2 separate regions of the Columba livia genome follow, and region 1 is linked to region 2. A link is a contact called in public Hi-C data. All regions are on one chromosome and are shown on one strand. Each heading gives the region's core, a stretch centred on a gene start, on an enhancer-like site or on the middle of the called end of the contact. The rest is flanking DNA. Distances are from core to core; before and after follow the strand shown. Region 1 overlaps MAML3 (mastermind like transcriptional coactivator 3). Region 2 holds the start of MAML3 (mastermind like transcriptional coactivator 3).

What was found. A called contact is a pair of places that touch in the nucleus more often than the background predicts.
Region 1: a Hi-C map of crop shows a contact between it and region 2, with 2.1 times the contacts expected there. The contact joins the enhancer-like site here to the promoter of MAML3 in region 2. A contact is called at or near these places in 2 of 2 Hi-C or Micro-C datasets (crop and liver).

What each region holds. Positions count from the first base shown.
Region 1 is chr4:59,559,194-59,565,042 of bColLiv1.pat.W.v2, forward strand. All of the region lies in intron 1 of MAML3 (mastermind like transcriptional coactivator 3), which reads left to right. Among named protein-coding and RNA genes, the nearest start is that of MAML3, 53 kb to the left of the region's middle. Within about 2 kb of position 1,653, at least 2 of the 3 cell types and tissues checked have an H3K27ac peak away from gene starts, as active enhancers do.
Region 2 is chr4:59,504,148-59,510,166 of bColLiv1.pat.W.v2, forward strand. It overlaps MAML3 (mastermind like transcriptional coactivator 3), which reads left to right and starts at 4,765. Exons shown (of 5, transcript XM_065062014.1): 1 at 4,765-6,019. The coding sequence starts at 5,728. It overlaps LOC110356966 (a long non-coding RNA gene), which reads left to right. Exons shown (of 4, transcript XR_002410349.2): 4 at 2,210-2,343.

The DNA of each region.
Region 1 (5,849 bases), core at 403-2,902, 52 kb after region 2:
CAAGTTACTTAGCTCTGGTCTATCTCATTCTTCAATTTCATAATTTATATTCAGATTTACCTGAGAAATAAATGAAGCATAATTTGAAGTGCTGGGCTAAATTCATCCTGATATGATCAGTCCAAGTGGAATTACACCAAGGAAGAGTTTGGCCCAGGATTTCTAAACTTACTGAGAGAGAAATCACAATCTAACCTGGAAGGGAAGCATGGAAAAATCTTTATCTGAAATTGCACACCACGTGCATGGAACTGACGGTATAGAGTTCACATAAGTTCTCGTGTCTTCCATAAGAGACTCAGTATTTCTGACCTTTTCTCTACTGGCTTTTATGGGTTTCGGCATGTCATTTAGATTCTTGGTGCATCAGGTTGTATCATCAATGGGATCTGTAGAATGAATATAAATTTATCTTCCTGGAGGGTGTGTTAAACATCTGGACCAACTTGAAAGTCATTAGTACCAGTTTAAGTCCATATCTGCAGGGGCCAGTTGTACAGGGGTGTTCCAGGGTTACTCTAGTGTGACTGAGAGGAAAAAACATGTTGCAGGGGTCTTTCTCAGAACTGCTGGACTTGATTCACCTTGCACTTTCTCTGTTTTACAACATACTTCTGTGGAAGTTAGTCAAGTAATGGCAGTATAAAATGAGTGTTATATAAGGAGCTCCATGCCATAAAACACTGCTTATCGGCAGTATGTATGTTCACTTGCGCCTGGCCAACAAGTGCTGAGGTTAAACATCCCAGAACACAGCTGTGGATGTCAGCTGCTGTCCTGGCACAGTCATCCCAGCCTGGCCAAACTCAGCAACAACTGCATTCTCTTAGCAGGTCAACTGTACTCGCCAATGTGGGCAGTTCTTTAGTAAAAAAAAAAACCCTACCACACACACACACACAAACCTCCAACAAAGTAAATCTGGCCTTCTACAATAAAATGTTAGAGTAGTAAAATCTCCTTTTTCTTTACCACTTCAAAAGAAAAAAAGAAATCTGCTTCAGTTACTATATGTCACAGAAATTAACTCTGTTAATAAGAATTCAGCCATGCAAGGAACTGATGGTTTCGGGGACCTCTCAGAACTGTGACACTGTCATCCAGTTTAGCTAAGCTAAACCAAACTGGATCAAGATATTCTTGTTCCACAGGGGAATACTCACAGTTGCAGTTCTTCAGGATCAACAGTTGTGCTTTAGTTTGGCATCCTACCTTAATCTGAATTAATGTTCAAGTTCAGGCAAGTCCTTTCGTTGGAGGAAACAGACTCTGTTAAAAAGCAACTATTTGCTGTATGTGATTAAACTTAGTTAATTTCAACATAAATACACCCACACGCTGATCTTCCTGTTAAACAAAGTTCGTAAGACTTATCATTAGAAAGTGGAAACGTTGCTATCCCAGCCCTGCTTATTGAGGGACACAGCTTCAAGTCTCAGCCTGATCCCAGCCCTGCCCAGTCTTCATGACCGCAGCCAAGCCTTGGCAACAAAGGCAGCTCCGGTGCACAGATTCGAGGTGCCGCAGCTACAGAAACAGAAAGCCATCATTCTGCTCTCTGTAGCTGTCCCTGCTTTCTGCTGCGGACTCCACCAGAATTTGCCCCGTGCCTTGCAGTGGCTGAGGGTGCGAGGGGCAGCCCCGCAGCAGCTGTGCTTGCCTCTGTAGCCGAAACTCTCCCTCCCTCCCTCTCCCTCTCCGAAATGGCGTCAGAGCAAGCTGCAACACTGCTCTCAACTTGTTCTATCCAGTTTACCCAGCCAGCCCGTTCCTAGAGATACATTCCTGTGGCTGCCTGAAGCTTCACAGGAGGAAAAACCTTATTGAGCTCCCCCTCCACCCCTCCCAAGATGTTTATAGGCAAAGGTCAGATCAGCTTTGCTTCTGCTGCCTGTTCCCCAATCTCACACTATCTCTTGTGACATGGCCTAGGAAGAAAAAGTGCCTTTTATATAAGTGTGTGAACCTGTTGTGTTCTTATAGGGAAAGCTGTGGAATAAGGAAGGGCAGAATTAATCTTCCTAATTTTTAAAAATGTATTCTTTCCTCTCTCCTCTCTCCCAATGAAGCTTTTTTACATAACAAAACCAAATGGTCACAGGAGTGAAAGAAGTGAGCTGAAGATTTTACAACTCTGTCTATAACTTTAAGAATAAAGAATTTCTTTGAAGTTTCACACTGCGAGGAACTTTGTTAACTGAAGTTGCAGATGAAAGTGCAAGTATTTATAGCACCTGATCCAGGATATGGAGATGATGGTTCCATTAACTAGCAGCACAAATGGCCCAGGGTACCAGTAACCAACAAGGTGTTGACCATCTTCCCCATCAGAGCTGGTGGGAGCAGTAAGGCTGACCGGATTAGCTAGCGTGCAGGGAGGGTGTGAGGGAAAATGGTCTTGTCCTCAGCACCTCGTTGTTTTTAGGCATTCAGGCCCTGATGATAAAGCACCCTCTTTCCTTCGTGTTAAGGTTATTCTTTTGGTCTGTGCTGCTGTACAACTGCTTACACTGTGCTCGTGGTGGGTTGGGAAAATTTATGCCTACAGAAAAACTGAGATAGTGACTCAGCAGGCCTTACTTAGTGCAGATTATTGGGAAGATTATGCACTGTGTTCACAACTCTGTGTGAAAAAACTCTGAGAGGGGTATCTGTATCCCAGCAGTATAGTCTGCTGGGTGTTTGGAGTCAGCCCCAGACAGGTAGCAGTAAATACTTGCTCAGGGACATTGCAAATGAAGGTCAGTAGGGGTTGATGAACGAATGTTGTTAAAGTGGTGACAGCCATGTTCTCTAGTAAGAAAGCTGCTGTGAATTGCAATTGTGGAAATTATATACAAATGCACAATGCTGGGGCATAATTCTGCTCTGAATCCTGCAAAATTCAGGTTGTACTCCTGGGTGTGTTCCTGCTGGTGGGTAGTTTTCTCTGTAACAAGTACCTCACTGAGGGACCAAATCCTGTCCCCTCTTGACCTGTCAGAATCACAGGAATGAGGAAAGGTGGAGGGAAGGATCTGGGAGTCACTGCACTGAGCGGGAGGAAGGTTGGAAGTACGTGGATCAGAGGCAATGTGACTCAGCGGGCAGTTCACTTTCCCAGGCGTGGAAGGGCTAGGCTCCAGCACAGCATAACTGGGTCTGGAACAGGCTCTGCTCTGTGGCACAGGGAGAAGGGGCTGTGTGAGCACCCCTGTACCTCCTCACCCCGCTGTCCTGGGGAGCGCTTTGGTCCCTGGTGCCAGGCACTAGAGGGAGACGTCAAGACATGATCTTGCTTGAGGCTGCTCCAGTAGTGTGCACGTTCCCAGGTACCAGATCCCTTTCCAAATGTGGAAGTTCTGTGGAAGTTCCAGGAACACAAGAGGTTATGTGGTAATTAACTGTAAACTTTTGTCCATTCAAACATAAGCTTGGCAGCATCTGGCTCAGAAACCTTTGTCATAACAAAGTGTCTTTAATATTTTGGCTGAAAGAGTGTAAATCTGGGGGTGTAAGAAGCCTTCTCTTTCTGGGTCATCACCATCTTGTTGTCTGGGTGTGGATGCCCCCTCTACAAATATACAGGACACCCTGTTTTGACAAAAAGACTCCAATAAGGTGTGTTGTCCACTGGCTTCTATCTCAGTGAGATTTCAGTCCAGGTTTTGCTTAACAGCTCTTCCAAAATGACTGCACCCCTGAGTAACAACAAGCAGGGTACGGAAAAGCAAAACCATGCCCTGCTCTGTAGAAACAAAGACTGCCTAGCAACCAGGCTCCTCTGCAGCAAGGGCAGATGTGTGTGTGATCATGTGGCCCCTGCTCTTTCAAGGAATGAAACCAAGATGTCAAAGGAAGTTACCCTTTCAGTATCAATCACATACCTGGGGCCTCACCTTTATGGAGGCCTCATAGTCAGCAGAGCAGCATGACGTGCTGCTCAGTTGTACGTTTGCCCTTTTTGCAGCGTGCGTGCCGTCCTTCTCAGGGCAGTCACAGTGTAAAACCAGGTCAGGTAGTTCTGTCCTGAGGCTGTGGCATACCAGTCCTGGAAACAACTGCAACCACAATGACTGAAAGTTTCTCCAGGAAATAGCTTGGATCTTTAACAAGCAGGTGTTTTATGAGCTGATAAAAATGATCTCAAAGGCCCAGAATCAGCCTCACAAGTGGAAAGAATAGAAATGATCAGTGGCTGTTTTTCCTGCTGTTGCGAGTCAGAAATTAAACTGAGGGTTTAGTGAAAAGAGGGTTAAAACACTAGTAATTCAGTGCCTACCAGCTGGGAAGAATAATAAAGCCTGCATTTCTGTGTTGGTATGGGGTGAATGCTGCAGAAACGGGAATTTTATTACATAATTATGCCTCCTACATAAAGCTTTGGGGGAGGGGAAGCTAGCAGGGCTGTGCGTCATTAAAATGACACAAAACATGCCAGCACAATCAGAGTCCTGTGTGTGCTTAAGACTGTGCAACATGCACATATTCTTCATGGCCTTGCCGCATTCATGAATTTCTGTTCAGTCAATTCACAGCTGGGAGGGAGGCTGCTTAATCAAAACGTGTGCTGTGCTTTCTGCCATGGAAATGGAAGATGGGAGGGTTGGAGTGTTTTGTGTTTGTTATTGTTTTACCAAAGATTTAATTAAATGATTGAAAGGAAAGGGAGGGAAAACACGATTCCTAACTCAAAAAGCGCTGACTTGAATACACTCCTTTTTAAGGGCAGCAAGGCTTGGGAGTGCTGCAGGGTCCGTGCAGCCCCTCTGTATCATTTGTGGTTGCTTTCTGGTGACCCCTCTACCTTCTGTAGGAGTGCTGCTCGCAGGCATGGGTGGAAGGTGCACTCAGCTGTTGTCAGGAGGAGGTAGTCCACCCACAGTAGGAGGCCAGGAACAACACTTGGGGACTCAGGCAAAAAAAAGGTTCTAGTAATTTTAGTATTGGCATAAAGAGGACTCTTTATCTCAAAGCACTGGGCAAGCAACAAATCATATTAATGTCTTTGGGATGGATTGAGCAGCACTTTTCCCGTTGTACAAGGGAAGACTCTGACATTGAATGATTGTAATTCTGTTCCAGAAATGGCAGCTCTGTGGATTTTCTCTGAGCATATGCTTAGTAGTCTGTCTGATTAGATTTTTAAGTGTTTTCTCTTGTATGCTCCTTCTTTAACATCCAAAACACAAAGTTTAGAGAAAGCAATAAGATACTTTTTTTGTGTGTGCTGTCAGCAAGCCAGGGATGCAGCCATGAAGAGCATTCTTCTGTCTGATTTTTCAGTTTGATGTAAGCCAAAACTAAATCATTCTTTCTATCCTGAGGAGCTTACAGTTAAAGGGTTTCATTCAGAAAAGTATTTAAACCATCTGTATTAATGACAGCATTTAAGAAGGCATTTAAGTACTTGTTTGGATTGTATCCTAATAAGGATGCTCTGTTGAATGGGGCTGAAATAGAAAAATTGAAGGCAAGGTATGGAGTGTATTAGTGAAACACCTCGTGACACCTGACAAGTATTTTGCTGCTTCCATTTCACTCCATCTTCGCTTTGCTTTAGTAGATCCCATTTTTAGTGTTTAGTGGGTTGGACGGGGTTGAAGAGAGGTGTGTAAACATGGCATAGGGAAGAGAGAGGAAGTGAAAGGGTGACACAGGTGACTTACCCAGGGCCATTCTACAGGGGAATGGCAGAGGTATGAATGAAAATCAGTGTTTCCTGGCTTCTTTTATATATACAAAGTAAAGATCACATTAGTTCCCATATAGATGGAAGGCATGAAAAGCTATGTCTGTTTTAATACTGGTTTCCTCTGGGTGTTCACTTGGGTGTTGGTACCCTGTGGGATAATCATGTGTGACTTTTG
Region 2 (6,019 bases), core at 3,515-6,014:
CTAATAATCTGAATTCTGCTTCCTGAACTAGGATGTATTTCATTACATTAATCTGGCAAGGTAATGTGTGTGTAACAATGCCAATTGATGGTATGCACTTTTTTTTAATGTTCTTGTTGTGACCTATCTGTAATTGGAACAAGGGAGAATGAGTACACATTTTGCATTCCTTCCCCATATTTTTCCAGCCCTGATTCAGCAGAATACTCTGTGCTAGGTGGACCTGGGGTCTGAACTCTCTATATGTGTGTCTCAATCCATGTGCCTGTCCTGCTACAATACTTTGCTGAATTGGAGCTTTCAGTGTTGTTCACAACTGGAAAGATTTTGTAAAAATTCTCAGTTGGATTCCCCAACTTGAAATGTATAGGCTGGAAAGTGCATAGTTTTGAGAGTGCTTTTGGTTTTGTATTTTTTTTACACACAGTGATCATTCCACTTCCTGCAATGTCTTAAAGCTCTGACTTTTGCAGTTTTAACTAGCTTTCTGATTTTCTTTGTTGCTTCCCTTTCCTCCCTTCATTGTTTTGTTCTTCTGTTCATTTCCAGCCTCTGACTTTTTCCTTAACTATTTAGAGCAACTTGGTTTGTTCCAGACTTGGTTCGTCCCTTGAAGAATTTCTACAACTCTGGATATTGTGACAGCCATAGCTTGTGGCCAACCCCAGCTGTCATGAGCATTTTTGCCATGCTGTAGTTGGATTTCACAAATACATTCATGGAGGTTATGGAGTTTTCTTGGTTTCAATCAACCCTCAACTAAATGGCTGTGCTTTAACTACTCTCCAAATGACATTAGTAGTAGTAGTATTTTACTACAGATGTATTAGGCAACATGCACTTAAATAGCTTGTTATAGTAGCTGAAGTACATCTGATTTGCTCAGTCACACAGCACTGTATGCAGGAGAACCTTCAGCAGAAATCTCCTGAAAGCCTTTATGTTGTGTAAGAAAGCCGCTTCTTTCAGACCCAAAAAGTGTCTGTTAGCTAGTTTTCAAAGTTATATTCAGTGAATACACTGCATGGTTGACTCCAGGTTTGCCTTCCAGCAGATGCCTGTGTCACCATGTCATCAATCGATTTAGACATAAACCATTTAATTATAGTAGGAGCTTTCAGAAAGGTTTCTACCCAGGCAGCCACTCTGAAGGTTAATTTGTTTGTTGCCCAAGATGGTTTGAAACTTGCTGCCACAACAATTCCAGTTTCCAACCTGACTGACAGCACCAGGAACTAAAGTCTTGTTTCTAATAGAATGGGATTCATGTTTATCCTCATGGTGATATTTTTAATGTTGTCCATCTACTGGATAACCCCTCGTGCAGCCGACAAAAGGGAAGTGGTTTCACTGTGTTGCTCTGCAAAGGCATATTTTCTATATTATTTATGGAGCTCCTCCCACTAATATGACTAGCTAGATTATCTGTAAGGCTGTACTTGTTCTGAAACCACTATTGATTAAATGCTGAGATGAATTTTTTTTTTTTAGAAGCTGTCATTGGAACATGCTTAGGCTGCACTTGCTGTCAGCTTAACAGTCATGTTTCTGTGTCTTCCTCTAAATTCCTCTCCCAGCTGGGCTCTTTCATATCTTAGCATTAAAATAGATTCTTCCTAATTAGACAGATCTCTGTCATGATAATCATCTTGAGAACGTATGCTGTATTTTCATACTGCATATCTGTTCACAGACCAGGCCTGTACTTTATAATTTTTCAAAATCGTAACTCACTGAATAGATCCTTTACTAAGCAATCATCTCCTGTAACTAGTAATTAGTGTCCTGTCAGCTGATATCGGTAGGCATTGGTGTTTAACTGCTGGCATCAGCAAGTTCACCTTGTATCACTTAGAATTCTGATATATTTGATTCTTTTGGAATTCCAGTTGTTAAAATAGTTTTCCAAAGCTGATGTGCAGGCTAGGGGGAGGAGTTATAGAGCAAATACACACATTTGTGCATGCAAAGTAAATTACTACTTAAGAAGGTGACTGTGCATAAGTCCATGGTCAAAAATGTAAGTGCACACATCTATCATGAGTGAGTCTGTGCTTGTGTCTGATGACAGAACAGAGTTGTTTGGTCAAGGTTATGAAGAACATCTGTTTTAATTACAATAATCAGTAGTAGAACAATGCCTAAATCTATTTCTTGCATTGCCCAGGCTACAATCTGAGGGGTTTTTTTCTTGTTTTCATTTATCCAGACTCACTAGCTTAGCAGAAGAGTTGTCACAGAAATTGAATTTAAATACTTCCCTAAACAGCTCACTTTGGCCACTGTTTTTGAGAAGCTGGTAATCGTTTGTGTAAGTATCCTTAAAATAAAAGCGGTGCAAAAATGAACTGGGAAATCTTATCTCTATTATGCTATTTCACAATTGCCATTCAATACGTGGCTTTAAAAGAAAACTCTCTTGTCAGTTGAAAATTTTGAGTTAGCTCTTAGGTGCTAGGTGACAGCTGTAAAATAACAGCATGATTGACTTTTTTTTTTAAATGAAATGCTGATTCTATTGATTGTTTTAGATGTAGGGGATAGTGTTTTATTTTATAAAATATTATACTATAGAATAATGCAAGTATCACTCTTGCTGTTAAAATGAGTGGGGAAATAGATTAGATAGAAACATTTGCTCAGCTTTAACCTCGGCCATTTTTAGAATGTATTCAGATGTTTGGTTTGTTGTTTGTTTGGTTGTGTTTTTTTTTCCCCACAAAATAGGTGATTGATCTGTTTGCAAAACTTCTAACACTAAGCACTGACTAGTATGAAACTTTGTTACTCAAATCATCACCCCTGGGCTGTGCAGCCTGGCAGAACGTAGCTGAGAGAGAGAAAAAAATCCTAAATTCTTAATCGGCTGGAATTCTATAACAATCCAGCATGCACTTAAAAAACAGAAGACAACTTCTGTAAAATGCACCAAAAAAGCAGTCTATGAAAACCCCACTGCTTTAACGTGTATTTCTGACTCTGTGGGTATATGAAACATTTGTGTCTTTTTGCGGACTGCAGTGCTCCTCGGCTCTGCACATCCTTGTGAGCAAGGCTGTCGGTCGGCAAAGCTGGCGGGCTGCAGGGGGCACTGCGGAGGAACCCAAAAAATACTTTTCCGAAGTTAAACCTAATTCGCAGCTGTCTGCGTTTCTGGCCTACTGACACTTTCCATTTAAATTGAAAACAAACAAACACTCAAAACAAAAAAAAAAAAACAAACAAGAAATCCCTCTCCTCCTTCTCCCCCTCCCCCCTTAGTTCTTGCATTCAATCTTTTCCCATATATTCATATACGACCAGATAATACTGTTGTCTTGTAGAGTCAGATGGAGAGGAATAGTTCTGTAAGAACTTACAACATCCCCTGGCTCCAGGTTAACAGGGGTACTGTAAGTTATGCAGGATTTGCAGTTTCCCCTAGCTCTTAGGCTGCTTTTGAGCCCCACTGTAATTGTGCCCTGTTTTTTTCATGAGAAGTAATAACTGGTGATCATGAAAAACTGTAAGAAGGTTCACTTTAGTTCTCAAACTACAAAATACAGAAGAAATGTTTTAAAGGGGGGGGGGGGGGGAGGAGACATGCTTGTTAGCCCCAATGTAAGGAAAGTACTAATTATTGAAATTTGTTTGTCCACTGTGATTTTCCATCTCAACATAGTCAGGAATTGTTGCAATAGGAATAAAATTATAACCAAATTTAATACTGCTGAGCGTCTAAAGAAGACAAAGACAGCTTTTTACCACTGTCAGCTTAGAAATAGTATCCTATGCTAATCTGCAATGGCAGAAATGATGATGGTTTAAATCAGATCTCATGACTAATGTATGAGTTCCCAATTTTCTTTATTTCCAGCTGCATGTTAGAGAATAAGGGCATGTCTCTGAGAAAATTGTTTTATGTAGGTATATTTTAAAAAAGGAAGTGAATAGTTGATATTACTAGTTAGAAAATAACAATCAATTAAAAGTGTGTGAGCAATAGGTTTGTCTGCAAAATGGTGTAAAGCGAGGTTCCTGGGATGTTATTCTTGATCCATTAATCACCCGCGCTCTATCTGGAGGCAGCCACCGTTCGCTTGGAAAAACGTTCCTGCCCAACGTGTCATGTTTCTGCTGTTGTTTAAAATAGAAAGTTCAGCCCCGTGTCTGGGAGGCACAGGGCTCCCCGCTCTGTTTGCATTCATTATGCAACAGTTTACACAGAATGGAAACGGCGGCACACGCCGCTCCAGCGCGGGGTGCAGCCTGCCGCCGGGTGCGAGACCCCTCCGCTCTGCGCGCAGCGCTGCCCCAGGCTGCTCGCCTGCGGGCTCCGGGCCCTCCGCGGCCGGCGGCACCGGCCTCAGCGCTTCCCGAGAGCCGGGGCTCAGGACAGGCGCTGCCCCCCGCCCCCAGGTGCCCGCCGCGCTACGCCGCAGCACCCAGCTCCGGCCCAGCGCACCGCGGCCGCCCCGTCGCCCGGCCGGGTAAGGCGGCCGCCTGCCCCCGCGCAGAGGGCGGCGCAGCACGGGGAGCCCCAGCGCGCAGCGGAGGGCCGCGAAGGCCAGCGCGGGGCGTCCCGGGGGCGGCAGGTGGCTGTCCCCGCTCCGCGTAGCCGTGCCCGCCGCTGCCCCGCGCCTGCGGACACCCCGCGCCGCTGGCGGCCGTGAGCGCAGCGGCGGTCGCCGCGGGGGAAGCGCCATGTCCGCTCCTGCTGGGCGACGTCCGTGCCGGGTTTTGCACCTTGTCCCCGGGTCTGCCTCACGGCCTGGAGGAGCTGCTGCTGCTGCTGCTGCGGTGTTTACTGAGCGCTCCTGTCCTGATATCACTCCGCTGGCATGGAGGAGGAGGAGGTGGAGGTGGAGGAGGAGAGCATTTGATCATTGTGATGGTGGCAGGAGGAGCAGCAGCAAGCAAAGCAGAGCAAAGCGTTAGGCTGTATCAGCTCGGCGTTTTGCAAAGACTTCAGAGCTCTACTTTTTTTCCAGCTCGGCCCGGATTGTTCATGTGTTTACTTCCCCCAGCCCGAGGATTTGCTATTTAGGTTCCTGTCGAAATGCAACTGAGCAGCCAAAGTACTTTGCGAACGCGGTGCGGCATAAACACCAAAACTTTTTTCTAGAAGGAAAATACAATAAGAAAGCGGCTTTGCCTGTCTTTTGATGCCGGGGAGTGCGAGTGAGTGTGCCGTGTGTGCCCAGCGTGTGCTTGTGCTTGGATGTGTGTGTGTGAACGTGTGTGTATGTATATGTGTGTGCTTGTGGAGGAGCGCGTGTGTTTCTCTTTATACATGGGGAGAGAAGACTTTTGGCAAAATCTCCGGAAATCTCATGGAACCTATTTTGAAATGATGGATTATAAAAAAGAAAAAGGAGGAAAGGAACTGGTCTGAATATCTCCTGGAGTTTGCTACCCGAATTGCTGCTGCTTAGTTTGTTGTGCTTTTTGTGTGTGTGTTTGTTGGTTGTGTTGCTGGTGATAACCTTTTAGCACTTTCTTTATTTCCCTCCCTCCCTCCCCCCCCCCATTCTTTTTAATGTTTTGGAGCTCCTCGAGAGGGATTGGCTGTGGGGAAAGAGAAACATTTGCTTGGGATCGCTGTTTCCCTGATCCATGGTGGTGCCCCCTCCCCCCCCACCCCCCCCGGTTCTCTAAAAAGTATCTCATCAGGACCCCGGAGGAGACTGTGTGTGCGTGAAGGGTAGGATAAAAAGTTCTTCCAAAATAGTGTGCACGGGGAAGAGGATGGGGGATTTTGCAGCCCCCGCTGCCGCCGCGAATGGCAGCAGTATCTGCATCAACAATAACCTGAACAGCAGCCTCAGCGGGGCTGGCGGTGCCGGTATCGGGGTTAACAGCACTCCCCACGGTCCTCCTGCCGCTGCTCCCGGTAACAATAATGCTAACAGCGGCGGCGGCATTCCCAAGCACAGCACGGTGGTGGAGCGGCTGAGGCAGCGCATCGAGGGCTGCCGGCGGCACCATGTCAACTGCGAGAGCAGGTACCAGCAAGCCCAGGCGGAGCAGCTGGAGCTGG